Regions from separate parts of the Sus scrofa genome. Here regions 1 and 3 are each linked to region 2. Evidence: chromatin contacts called from public HiChIP or PLAC-seq and promoter capture Hi-C data. All regions are on one chromosome and are shown on one strand. The core of a region is the stretch at or near the end of the contact, and the rest is flanking DNA. Distances in the headings are between cores, read along the strand shown. Region 1 holds the start of ACKR3 (atypical chemokine receptor 3). Region 2 holds the start of COPS8 (COP9 signalosome complex subunit 8). Region 3 holds the start of IQCA1 (IQ and AAA domain-containing protein 1).

The links. Promoter capture Hi-C pulls out the DNA fragments that hold promoters and counts their contacts. HiChIP or PLAC-seq counts read pairs in DNA pulled down with a chosen protein or histone mark.
Region 1: a contact with region 2 is called in an H3K27ac HiChIP or PLAC-seq map of skeletal muscle, with 5 times the contacts expected there. The contact joins the promoter of ACKR3 here to the promoter of COPS8 in region 2. A contact is called at or near these places in 2 of 5 promoter capture datasets (fetal skeletal muscle and liver), 5 of 47 Hi-C or Micro-C datasets (adipocytes, alveolar macrophages, embryonic fibroblasts and 2 more) and 1 of 2 datasets of contacts at active chromatin or transcription factors (skeletal muscle).
Region 3: a contact with region 2 is called in a promoter capture Hi-C map of liver, with 5 times the contacts expected there. The contact joins the promoter of IQCA1 here to the promoter of COPS8 in region 2. A contact is called at or near these places in 1 of 5 promoter capture datasets (liver), 8 of 47 Hi-C or Micro-C datasets (embryonic fibroblasts, epiblast stem cells, fetal liver and 5 more) and 2 of 2 datasets of contacts at active chromatin or transcription factors (alveolar macrophages and skeletal muscle).

Annotation. Positions count from the first base shown.
Region 1 is chr15:136,368,150-136,372,883 of Sscrofa11.1, reverse strand. ACKR3 (atypical chemokine receptor 3) reads right to left here and starts at 2,427. Exons shown (of 2, transcript XM_003133759.4): 1 at 2,272-2,427.
Region 2 is chr15:136,825,782-136,830,194 of Sscrofa11.1, reverse strand. It overlaps COPS8 (COP9 signalosome complex subunit 8), which reads right to left and starts at 1,973. Exons shown (of 8, transcript XM_003133761.4): 1 at 1,755-1,973; 2 at 702-772. The coding sequence starts at 1,832.
Region 3 is chr15:136,320,225-136,324,679 of Sscrofa11.1, reverse strand. IQCA1 (IQ and AAA domain-containing protein 1) reads left to right here and starts at 1,955. Exons shown (of 19, transcript XM_013984621.2): 1 at 1,955-3,284. The coding sequence starts at 3,274.

The DNA.
Region 1 (4,734 bases), core at 1,178-3,677, 460 kb after region 2:
CAAATTCTATTCGTGTTCTGCAAAAGCGCTGCGAACAATCTCAAGTCATGACACCTTTTCAGGCTATTCCTGCTCCTGGGTTCTTCTCAGCGTTCGGAGAATGACTCTCTTTCAGTCTCAGGTTTGAGTAACTTCAACCAACTTCCCTCGTGTCTCCTGAAAAACGGGAGCCTCTCTGCCCAGAGGGATCACACAAAAAGCCACTGTTCCTGATTAAGTAGGTTTTTTTGTGTCTTTTTTTTGTTTGTTTTTTCCCCCATCCAGAAAGCCTATACTTTGCCTGTTCTGGACCTGATTAGAAACGATAATACCTTCTCGAGTCTCTCAAGACTTGCTGTTAATCTGGGATAACCTCACCACCGAGGTCCTGGCCCAGGTACGCGCAGGCAGGCTGTCTGGGCTGGACTTTCTGGAACTTTCCTAAAACAGTGACTTCCATGCACAGCCCCCCCCCAAAAAAAATCAGATGGGCAGTAAAATACAGGCATTCCTCCGTTTTCTTTTGCTTTTTCACCCCGATCCAGGGCAGTGCTCCTCCCCCTCCATCTCCAGGAGGGGGGGACACGAGGCCGGCCCAGGCAGCTGAATGCACAGGGCAGTGTTTATGGCAGAGGCTGGGGGAAAAAGAGCAAATTGTTTCCAAGCGAGAGCTCCCATGTGCAGCTCTGCTTTAGAAAAAGGCTTTGCATCTGGAGAAACTCAAGGGCTGCTGAAAGAAGGGCCAGCAGTTTATCCGTTTAAAATCTATGGAAAGTTAAGCACAGACACCGGCAGCCTCCACTTGCCGTTTGAGGCAAGCCTATTCGATCTCCTCTTTTCCCTGGAATAAATAAAGGGACACAAAGGCAGCCTCTGCGCCTTTAAAAGGAAAGGAAAAAGTTGCCACATTGAGACTTTGCAGGGCCAAGTTTCAGGGGGTGTCAAGGCATCGAATACCTTCAAAGGGCTATAAACCATTTCAGGGGGCTTCTCCTTCTTCTGGGAAATGTAATTATCCTGGGGTGAGCAAGTGAAGTGAAAGGAAAGCAAGAAAGAGAGACAAGAAAAGAAAGAAAGGAAGGAAGGAAAAAAGGAAGGAAGGAAGGAAAGAGAAAGAGAGAAAGAAGGAAAGAGAGAAAGAAAGGAAGAAAGAAAGAAGGAAGGAAGGAAGGAAGGAAGGAAGGAAAGAAAGAAAGAAAGAAAGAAAGAAAGAAAGAAAGAAAAGAGAGAAGGAAAGAAAGAAAGAAAGAAAAGAGAGAAGGAAAGAAAGAAGAAAGAAAAAGAGAGACAGAAAGGAAGAAAGAGAAAGAAAGAAAGGAAGAAAGAGAAAGAAAGAAAGAGAGGGCAAGGGAGCCGGGCAGTCTGACTTTTACCACTTCTCATTCTGCCTGTAACTTGCAGGTCTTGGCTATAACCACCCCTGCCTGACCTCACTCCAAAGGCTTTCCCCGCAGTTACTGCCTGAATCTCCATGCACAAAAACTGAACAAAAGTCCTGTTTTATTTCAAGTGTATCATTCCATTGCAACATCCTAGACTTGTGCATGTGCCTTTTTTTCCCCACATGAAGCTGGACTTAACACCTTCTGAGAGAATAATAAATACACAAATTAGACGAGGAAGGATGCAGTCAGGAGACAAACGGGCCAAGCTGTATTTAACATTCACCCTTATAGCTTCCGGATTTACAGGCTCTGGTAATCCCTCCAAAGCACTGAATTCAAACACATCCTGAGCCCGCAAAGATTCTCGGCACCGTTTTCTTCTTCGTTGAAGAAGATGCCTCTTCATAAAGGGTCCGTCTTTCTGGAATCACACACTCACTGCCAATTCTGCTTCCCCATTGATACACCAGGAGTGAAACAGGTAAGCAGCGGTGCCAAGCTGACCCCCTTGCCAACTTTGAGCAAGCTGAATGGACCGTCTGCGTTCTTGTGAAGTGATCTGCCGGCAGGAGCTTAAATACCCACGGCAGCAAACAAATCCCCAATTCCTGAATTCAACAAATACACCGGGTGGGGGGCGGGGGGGGGGCTTCCACTTCAGAAAACTGCCCTTTTTCCTCTCTGCAGCCAAGGCGAAGCCGCACATTAGCAGCCGCACTTTGCAATGCAGCCATGCAGCTTGCAGCCCCTGCTTTCAGAAACCAGACCTGCAGACTCCCAAGCACCCATCACCACTACGAATAAACGAGACCCCTGAAAAAGAGCGCTTAGCTTAAGAGCAGAAGCCCTGCCCGTCGTCCTCCCTCCCTTTCTAAGCAGGGCTGCCGACCCAGCTCAGTCTCCTTACCTCCCGGCTGGGCTCGGCGTAGGGCTCCCCTTCCCAGCTCCCTGCGATCACTGCCTTAGAGCTGAGCAGTTTGGAGGAAGTGCGAGCTGTTGGGCTGCAGACTTGCGTTATATACACTGCAGGGAGGCGGCCTCTAGATGGCAGCTTTGTAACCCACATCTCCTCCCTCCCTCCCTCAGCCACCCCCCTCTCGGTGCACACACACAGGCGCGCACGCACACACACATGCTCGCATGCACGCACACACTTGCACACGCGTGCGCACACACGCCTCCTGCAAACCCCCATCTGTCCTTTCTGGCAGAGCTCTCCCACGCAAGCACACTCTTGGGAAACCCCAGCCACGTTCATTTGCAAAGTCTAATGAAGCTACAAGGTCCAGACCCCAGGGGGGAAATGTGTCAGCAGCAGAAAAAAAAAAAAAAAAAAAAAAGAATGGCAAAGAAACCCTAGTGCTTTGCAAAATCATCAAATATTTATCTGGGAGCAGGTATCTCTTGAATAATCCCATTAGCACCAAGAATTCCTTTGAATGCCTCTCAGCTTCAGGGGAAGACTTTGTTCCCAAGACAAATTGCTCTGAACTTCTGAACTTTGGTGTTGCTTTATTAAACCTGGGTTTTGTTAATTTCTCCAAAACAGAATTAACAGTTTTTGTTCTGAGAAATGAATGAATACCACATCCTGTACCCCCAAAGTGGGGGAAAGAGTCTTTGGGATTGATTTTATTTAAATCTTTCATTTGTGAAGGACTTTAGGTCCAACGGCCTTGCAAATCTAATGAAACTGATGTTCGGAAGCCCCGACCCCGCGCCAGGCACACAATGGAAGTATCACAGGGGTCTTCTGATAATGTCTTTTTCGGAGGTGAGATTAACACCTTTATTATTATTTTTACTGAAACCTACCTTCTTATCTAGAAGTTCTAATTATTATTGAAATCTATGTTCTTCTCTAAAGTTCTGTCCATGGAAGAACCTGACCTAAAAAAAAAAAAAAACTGTTTCATATGACATTCACCGCCTGGGCCCTAGATAAATAATCCACCCTAAAAGGGCGACCTAAACTTTCACTTTTACAACGTCCTTGCTGAGCTCTTCCCCCAGAGTCATGTGCGGTGGTGTGGCTTTTGTTCTGCTTTCTGCTTCTCGCGGAGTTAGTTCCATGGCTCAAGTCACTAGTGGGCTGGCAGCCCCGGCAGGCGGGCTGCTCCCACGCTCTCCGCGGCTGAAACGTGTTGCGGTTCTTATTACACTTCCACGAAAAATACCAGCAGACGGCCAAATGCTGAGTCTGGAGGATTGGAAGGTCAAACTCCCCAGCAGCCAGAAGGCCTGGTGTGGCGAAAGCGCTTCACAAAAGAAAGGTTTTGCTTAGATGAAACTTCAGGGAGCTCAATGGAATCACCGCAGGATGGGAGCTAAGCGCACCCCTGCGCCCGGACGCCCTCCGTGGGCGTCTGCGCATCCTGTCCCTGCCGACAGGGTCGCTGTCCTTAAGAACTGGCACGAATCTTCTTCCTGTCGCCTGGGTACCCAAAGCTCCATTTTCGAGCTCCCAGAGTGAAAGGCGCTGTAAGCTTCTGCTCAAATGTAAGGAGGCTCTAAGACCAGCTCCTTTCTTGGCCCCGTTTGCCACCCGCGGGTGACCCTGAGACCGACAGAAAGGCCCCCATGGGGGCAGAGCAGAGGTCCCCTCTGAGAACATTGACGCACAGGCTGACTCTCTGCAGTTTATGAACTTGATCTGCTCTTTAGAGGGCGCCTTCCTCCTTTGGCAAGCTGGAGGGTGAGTCTGAAACACGGGTTTGAATCCGCTGGAGATGAAGTGCTTTCTGATGAAAAGAAAGCTCGCCGCGCTGCCGGCCGAGAAACCCCCGACAGGATGCAGTTGCTAAAGTGGAGGAAGGAAAACGCAAAGTAGTTGTAAAAAAAAAAAATCCGCTTCAGCTCAGACGCCGTGGGGCCCGTGCCCCCCCCCAAGGGGCTGGGTAGGGGCGGCGCTGGCAGCATCCGGGGACCACAAGGGGCACAGGAGGTGCGCAGTCCCCGCCACGGTGCAGGGCTGCGTCCTCCGCTGGGACCAGGCCCGAAGCCCTCCCGCATCCAGCATCTGAGCTGTGCCCCGGGGCTCCCAGCCCCCACCCCATCGGAGAACCCAGGCCTGGGGGCACTGAGAGGGTAAGTGAGCCATGTTTTGCAAGGGGACAGGATTCCATCCTCCCAGGACTGAAACGCCTCTAAGAACGTTTGGGAGTCGACCCCAACTGTTGGAAGGATTGCGTTTTTAAGGGGAGGGTCAGCTGGGGGGGGCGGGCGGCTGAGTTTGATTAGCCCCCAGGAGGAAACTCTGCGAAGGCAGGAATGGGTCGCTGTCTCTCGAGCTGTCCCAGCTGACTCTGGACCCCCTGGGCCAGCCCTGGCTGCTGAGTGCCGTGGGGGCGGGGCGGGACGCGGGTTCAGC
Region 2 (4,413 bases), core at 724-3,223:
TTCAAGGCAGGATTTTTTGGTTTCTTTTTTTTTTTTTTTTTTTTAAGAGTTTGGAATCTTGAACGATAACAAACATATAATGACATGATTATAAAACAAGAAACATAATTTATACAATAGATGAGTAATAAAAATCTCAGTTTAGTTTAAAAGATGCCAAATAAGAAGGTTTACAAGAATTTTAAAACAAAACTGAACAGTAATCATGGCTTTCAGAACATAAGGACTCTTTTTTGCGCAGTTATACTGACTTGTCTTCAATGAACGTGAATGAGGAATAATTAAAAACAAAACCTTTCAAGAAATCGCATACATGACAGTAACAAATTCCTCTTAGCTCTCTCAATTTTCCCTTTCGGTTTCTCTTAGTCTATCGATCACATGTGACATTAAGTAAACAGGTCATAAAAGACAGACATTTCATAACAAAACAAAAGAGAAGAGACTAACAGATTTAAAGGAATTTACTGACACTGTAGTTCATCGTAACAGATTGAAAAATTTTAAGAAAGATATAAGAAAAGAAGTGCATTTTAACTCAGCCTAATCACGATTTAAGCCATGATTCAGTATATGAAATAAATATACTATTACAATAAAATGTAAAGCTCCTTCTGTCTATGTTTTAGTGATGCTACTTCAACGCAAGAATAATTTCTTCAGGAAGCTGTTTCTCTTAGCTTTAGGTAGAAAGTACTTACATGTCATTATGGAGCAGATATAAAGCTAGAAGCTGACCATACACTGGAGGTGTAGCAATTCCTCCTGGAGCCTTTAAAGCCAAAAACAAAAGAGAAAAAGCTCATTTATTTGTATACTTTTGTATTTTTCAAAGCATCTAAAAAGTAAGCATATTTCATAGTACTTACCCTTACAGATGGAGAAAAAGAGAGTGTCACACACTAAAAGCCAGAGTGATAAGTTTAGATCTGTCACCAGCTATGAATTATCTCCCTCTGGGCCACTGAGTTTATATATGCACGGGAACATTTCAGTGGGATCCCTTTCCCAGTTCTCAAATTCTTATTTAAATGGCCTTACTGTTACAAGAGTATTTCCCACAGATTCCTCAAGTATGATGATTCTGCCCGTTACACCAGGTATGTTGAAAATCTAGGTAAGTGAGTAACGAAGAGAGAAATGTCACAGCTGAATGACGAAGACGTTTCTCTCCTTGTTCAACTTTATTCAGAAAATCATCTGTTAAGTGTCTATTAGTGAGCTGCTGCTTCTGGCAGTAGTCTCTTTGGGTTAATTAACTTTTTATACTGATACTGTACATGCTTGTAAGTGCCTTTCTAAGAAAATTAAAAAAAAAAAAAAAACCCTTACTGTTAAGACCTTCGTGAAATAATTTCACCAGTCCTAATGAAGCTAAGACGGCAAGCTTCCGCGACATGAGACTAAGGACTTTCCGAGTTAGGAACAGGCTACAACGCGCACACAGACTCCCTCACCTCTCCCCACGACGGGGAGGAAACATCTTTAACCCGAGAAGCATATTGGAGAGTGTTAGGAGCAAAGACGCACAGCATTTTCGGGCTCACTGGCTGAAGACAAAACAACAAAAAGCCCCCAGCAAGTTCGGGGAGGCGAGGCCTGGATGCTCAGCCAGGAGCAGGCCCGGCGTCCCGGGCTCCACACGCCCGGCCCCGCGCCCGCCCCAGCCCGGCGGGCCCTGGGCCTCGGGCCCCGTTACCCTGGAGACCGGCGCCGCACAAGGCCACGCGCGACCCCGAAAGGCGAATGGCTACCTCCAGCTCCTGGTTCTCGCACTGATCCAGCAACTTTTTGAAATTAAAGGCACTTTCCGCCATCACCGCCACTGGCATCTTCCCGGCCGGTCCCGCCGCCGTACCTCCCCTTCTAGCTGGACCCCAGACTTGTCCCTCCGGGCGTCGCGCCCGCGATGACGTAAAAGCCGCCGTCGCCGCCGAGCTCCCGTGCGCAGGCGCATCATCGGTTCCGGCGCGTCATTAGACGTCGCTGCGGCCTGGCGGGGTCGCTGCCGCTCTGGCCCGTGCACTCTATGTCCTGGAGGACTCGCCTGGCGTCTGGGGACGCGGCTTTCGGAGCCAGGGAGGGCGGGGACTGGGGCCGGTCTGCGGACTCTTCGCTGCCTTTACTCTGAGGCCACGGAAATTTTAAAGTTCAAAACCCAGCTTTCGGTTCCTCCCCCCGCCTCCTCCTTCAGCAGCCCTCCCGCTTCGGTGCAGGCGGTGCGGTCCTTCCTGGGGGCTCCCCTCCTGCAGGCCCCCCATCCGAGAGCGGCTGCGCCAGCGTGGACCACCCGACAGGGCCTGAGCTCGGTCCTCTCCGGACCTCACTCCGCCTCCCTCCAGGCTACTCCCGGACAGCCACCGCAGCCAAAATGATGCTTTTTGAAACCTAAGTCGTCTTGTTATTCTTCTGCTCAAATCCCTAACAATCCAGAGTCTTTGGCATCGCTCACAGATCAAATCCCCAGATCCCTCCGACTTGCTCCAGCCATCCTGGCCTCCTCAGTTTTCTGCGCAGTCCTAACGAACGTTGTATGGTGCGTTATTTATTTATACTTTGGTTTGCTGCCCTTGCCTAGGCCGCCCTGCTGCAGGGTCAGCCGCAGGATTTGTGAGCCCAAAGCAAATTGAAAACGCACATCACTAGTTCAAAAAGCAGAAGGGAAATTACCCGTAAAGGCTATAGAATCTAAAGCTTTTCCCTTATTCCGCAGTGTTTCAACTTTTCATAGCATTCTAAAGTTTGCTATTTAATATTCTAAGAAAGGGAAAAAGCAAAAATTTCAATTATTAGCATGCATCTTACCATCTGTCTTTATATTATACGAAGCCAATTTTAAAGGCGAATATAAGTGCATTTAACTCATGTGGAATCACAGAAATCACACAATTGGTAGACGTAACACTTTGTTTGTACTTAAGCTGGGTCTTGCTGAATTCCTATCATTTGGGGTCGACTGGGAATTCTGCATTCATGGGGTATTTTAAACACTGTGGAGGGCAGAAAACGCATACCTCAATCATCTCTTTGAGTGTCTGTCCTCCCTATGGACTTGCCAAACCCATACTCGAAGATAAAATTATTTAGGATTCCAAGACAGTGACGGTTTCACTGATTATTTTTGTAGAATCAACACTTTCCATGTGGAAATGGTTGTGTTTAGTTATGCTTCAGATAGAACATAGAGATAAGAAAAGCACTGCAAAAGTTGCTCAAAGAATTGCCAAAAACCTTAAATAGGAAGGTGTGCAAATAGCTGGTAGAACTCGAGATATTTTGGGGGAATGAAAGCAACACACTTTCATTCGTCCAAAAAAAGAAAAGAAAAGGGACTAAGGGTAAAATGATTCTGAGATCATTCGACAAAGTTTGAGGAACAAGATTTTGAATTTTCAACATGTGATAATGGCTCCCAGCCTATTTCTGGCCAAGAAAGATTTCATTGGGAAGATAGTTATTTCAGAACTCTGAAATTTCATTTCTTTTTTTTTTTTTTTTTTTTTTTTTTTTTTTTTTTTTTTTTTTACTTTATAGGGCCACATCTGTGGCATATGGAGGTTCCCAGGCTAGGGGTTGAATCGGACAGAGCTGGCCACAGCCAGAACACTGGATACCAAGCCATGTCTACAACCTATACTTCAGCTTGTGGCAACACCAGATCCTTGACCCACTGACTGAGGCCAGGGTAGAACTCGCATCCTCATGGATATTAGTTGGGTTTGTTACCACTGAGCCACAATGGGAACTCCTAGTGAAGCTTTAGAAATACAATCACAGGTGAGAGGTAGAGCTTGGGGTATTATTCTGAGGACGAAACTCTACTTTTTGTTTGTTTTTAATTTTATTTTTAAATTATAATCAATAGAAACTAACAGACAGGCACAGTGACTTGGGAACTGGTGGCTGGGAGCTGCAGAGGGAAGGAAGAGTCTTGGGAGTGGAGGGATGGAGTAAAAGGGTCTAAGGTGAGACTTGGCTTAGACATGGGGACCTCCAAGTGACGGTGAAGGGCTGCTGGATCTCCAGGTCTGCGCCGGCCAATACTCAGTTTTCGGTTGTTGCTGTATGATGCTTCCCTTATCTTTTTACCCCCCAAACTTTCAGTCATAGGAGAAGTGCAGGGGTGTGATAAAGGGCAGTGTGGGAAAGAAGGCCGTGATTTGGGGACGCAGCACTCAGAAGAGGCAGCACCCAGAGGAAGCTCTGGTCCCCAGAGAGGCTGACTCTGGGGTGGCAGGAGGTTGTGTTTCCCACGGCACTTGGGATGAGGGGGTGGGCCAGCACGCTAAAGGGAAGCATGGGCCCTGGAGGCTGGAGGAGGTAGGTCGCAAACCCATCACCCTCGGCTGAGCCCCCTAGAGTGAGCTGCCCCCCTTCTCATCTCTTCTCAGAGAAGCACAGTCATTGAGGAGG
Region 3 (4,455 bases), core at 706-3,205, 510 kb after region 2:
ATCCAGGTGTGTAAAATGAGGATGAAAACATTACTCAACTCAAAAAATCAGTGGGACGCTCTAATGAATATACATCAGGTCGTAAGCAGACCCTGGCGTGGAACAAGCGGTCTGTCAGTGCAGCAACTGGCAAAGCTCGTGGGACACAATCAGAGGACAACTGTGTTTGTTCTGCTCTGTAGAGTTTGGAAGACCTTGTTTCACTGTCTTGCACGGAGTACTCGCTCTCCTTTTAACACGGCTTGTATCTTCGGGTGTCTGGATTTCATCATCAAGAGTTTTATTTTCTAGAAAAGCTCATGGGCTGTAATTCGCATTGAATGTCGCCTACCCGGCAGCCCACACGGCCTGATTGGTTTTTTTAATCTACCCTTCTCTCGCTCTTAACGCAGGTAAATGCTGGTTACTCTAAGACAACAATGGCAGTCACATCGCAGCTGGTCCTTTTTTCTGTCTTGACTTGTTACCGAGGGAAGCTGTCATGTCTAGAGCAGCGGCAGACGGAAACTGTCCAACTTCCTAAGGATGACTGCTCCAAAGATGGGAAGACCACCAAACACTGGTGATGTCACCACGCTGCTGAAATAATCAGCTCCAAAACAGCCTCGTCGGTATGCTTGTCATTAAGGGAGATGGTAGAGCCTCTCACGGTTTAAGCCATTGGACACTGGCTTTTCTATCTCTTGCACTTAAAAACAGGCCAGTTGACACGTGAGCACTGTATTTCCTAAGAGTGTTCGCATTTTGGAATCTTAACTGTGATGAGTGGCAATATTTGTGGTTCACGTTTCCCCCCAAGAACGGTGTAAATACCACCACCAGTGTGAGGCCAGCCACGGTCCCTGCACCACTTCTCCTTGAAGCTCAATAACATGCCCAGGATATCTCAGGGGTGGGTTGTCCCAAGTCAGTTTTTCCTGGAACATAGTGAGAACGTTTGATCTGCAGGTTTCATTCATCTCAGAAATGTTTCTTTCTATCTTTGAAACAAATTAATCGGAGGTCTCCCTTTCAGGAACATCAGCTCATCCTTTATAATTTGCTTAAATGCCTTTCTTCTCTACGTTCACTGCAGTGGAGTTCAGCTTTTCCTTTAAGTCAGTCATTCAAATGAATTGTGCCCCGTCTATTTCTAATTTGGTTCCTCTGTTGAACTATTTCTGATTTTCATTTGTTTCTTTTAGCTATAAAAATCTCCTTTTCTTTCTTTCTTTTTTTTTTTTTTTGGCCCTGTCCACAGCATGAGGAAGTTCCTGGGCCGGAGACCAAAGCTGTGACACAGCAGCAACCTGAACCGCTGTAGTGACAATGCCAAATCCTTAACCCACTGTGCCACAAGGGAGCTCCCATAGAATCTTCTTTTCCTTCTCATTATGTTGTCTTATATTCTCTCCCCGCTCTTATTCTGTTAAATTGATGTCCTTATTGCCTTGTTCTATAATATGGAACACATGTAAAGAATTTTTTTCTGTTTGGTTACTCTTCCTCCAGGCTCGGCTGCTAACCTGTCTCATCCACGCCAAAATCCTTTTTTTCCCTCCTCCTTTTATTGAAGTCCTGGATTTGGATAGAGGCTATGCTGCTTCTTTCCATCTTACACGTATGTATTGTGGATTGCTCTCTGCAAATCTTCTAGTTGTTCAAATATACTGTGAGCAAATTCTCCTTGGCTGTTCTCACACTGTATGAGAATGAGTTTGACAGCTGGGAGATGGCATTTTTACTTTCTCGAGCCTGGATACACAGTGAGGATAAGGACTGACCACTGAATCTTTGCAAGGTCTGGGCTCAGCTCTCTTCTGGATTCTGGTAAACTCCCCTACCACCATTCCTTACCTTTGTCAGGAGGGCATCCTGTTCCTGTGACAAAATGTCCTTCTCCTTTGAAACTCTGCCTCCGTTTGGTGTAAAGTCCTAGAAAATGGCAAGCGCTAGTGATTTTTTTTCCTAGCTCTTGATGGGGCCTGTGGACAGCAGCCAGTATTTTGACTGGTGATGGTTTTATCTCACCTGGATTTCCCAGGTGGCTTGCTTCCTCTTACTCTACTCACCTTTCACCTCACTTCTCAAATTCCTGTCTTCTTTACATTAGAAAGTATTAGTGAGCATCCTTGGTACTTTGTCTACCTGGCATCTTGCCCCAGGGGATGAAATTAGATGCTGTTCTCCGGCGCAGGCTTCTATCTCACTGAGTTGTTTTGAAGTTTATGGTATGAAGTTGTATTTAATTTTTTTCTTTTCTTTTTTTTATTTGCTGGTTTTTACTATTCTTTTATTCATGTCATAGTAATTGCGGTGTGGGAGAACGGTCCTATGATCCAGATTTATTATAATTTTTACGTGTTTGTCCTCTACACGCTGTTTCAACCGCAGTCCTTCTGAATGTGTTCCTGTAGGAACTGCAGATTATAAAATCTGCAAATAAATCCCCACGGTTACCAAAGACGACAGAACAATGAAAGCAAACACTCGGAGCGACTTGCTAATGAATAACAGCCACACCTTTTATATTTACGGTGTGCTGTTGCCTTACTCCATTTTCATTAAGCCCCAGCAGGGCAGCATCTGCCTCTCCGCCCGCACCCGCAGATCTAAGTCTGAGCTTGGCCCGCAGCAGACACCCAGAAATGTTTGGAACGAAGAACGACTGTCACCCCCCCTTTACAGACCGGAAGACTGGGGTCCCAAACATTGAGGACCTCGTCCAAGGCCACATATCTGAAGCTGGAAGAAAATGGGCAAACGGGAAAGCGGGACGCAAGGCGGACAACGAGCGTACGTGGGACCGGGGCCTGTCGGGGAACGCGCTCTGGGCGGATCCCCCGGGAGGCGGTGACTCGGACCCGCTCAGCCACCACCTGCCGGGCAGCTTCCGCCCCAGTGGGCCACGCGGTTGCCAGGGAAACAGCAGGAGCGCCACGCAGGCGCAAAGCATGCAGGGGCGGAAAGCGCGCTGGCGGCCGAGCGGACCCGCGCTGCGCAGGCGTAGCGTCTCCGTTGCTAGGTTCCGCCTCGCCTCTGGCTCGCGGCCATAGTAAGGTTCTGGAGCCTCGCGGTGGAGAGGAGAACGCTGGAATCCCCCTCTCTGGGGCTGTTCGCACCCCTGGCTATTGCTTTTCCCTTTTCTAAGTGAGAGGATATCCCCAGTCCCAGTCCCTCTCCAGAAGGACCTTCCGCCAGCGCCTCTGGTGGTCTCCTGACTTCTGCAGCCAGCTTTCAGAGGGCGACAGAAGAGCTTCCAGGCGGGCGAGGAAAAGAGGGAAAGTAGCCAGCATGTCGAACGCGTAAGTGATGGGCTGCGGGGCCGTAGCTATGGGGTAGGTTTCTCCAAAGAAAAAAGTCTTGCCGTGCTTCTTTTTCGTTTCTTCCCACCACTCCCCACCACACACACACCTTTTTGCGGTGTCAGCAAGTAAAGATACACCTCAGCATAGAGTATCACCTTCTGTGGACAAAGAATGCCATACATTTCTGTCTCTCAACTCCCCCTCCCGCTGTCACCGCCCCCATAGAGATGAGCTCCTCCAGACCCATTGCTCATGCCCACTAAGCCCTTATGGATTTTTTTTTTTTTTGTCTTTTTAGGGCCGCACCCGCGGCATATGGAGGTTCCCAGGCTAGGGGTCGAATCAGAGCTGTAGCCACCAGCCTACACCACAGCAACGCTGGATCCGAGGCATGTCTGAGACCTACACCACAGCTCAAGGCGATGCCAGATCCTTAAACCATTGAGCGAGGCCAGGGATCCGACCCGCGTCTTCACGGATGCCACTCGGGTTCATTAACTGCTGAGCCACGACAGGAACTCCTATGGATGTATTTTTGAAGAAGCCGTGCCTTCAGTAATTCAGCTCATTGGTTTTGTTAATCCTTCCCAGTGATATACGTTGCTTTGTGAAAACTCTCAGGCCCTGTGTTAAAGTTAAGAAGACTCTTGAGGAAGCTTTTCCTACTGCTGTGCTTTTCCCCCGGGACCCCTCATCAGGTAGCAGTGGCACCAGAGTATTCGCCTAGCCCTGTACCAGTTACACGGCACCAACACAGCAGTTCTTTCCTAAGAATCATCTCAAACCTATGTCGTAGTGCTGACTCCGTGGACCCTGTCCTGGGTGCTTGAGATATAATAACCCCGAATCTTCCCAGCACCCTGTAATGTCAGCACTGTAGTATTATCATTTCCTTATTTATACATGAAGACTCTTGGGCACCAAGAGGCCAAGTAATTCATATTCAACAACGACTCAGTGCCAGCCATCACTCCAGCTGTCACAAACCTGAAGTCCAACTATCACTAACCAGCTTTCTAGGCCAGGAAATGAGAGGCTCAGGGCTGGCCGAATTTTGCGGGTGGGGGAGATCAGGAGTTCGGTTTTGGATGTGTTGAGTTGGAAGTGCTCTCGGGACGTCAGCTGGAGATAAGTAGCTGTTGACTTGAGTTCAGATGAGAGGTCTGTG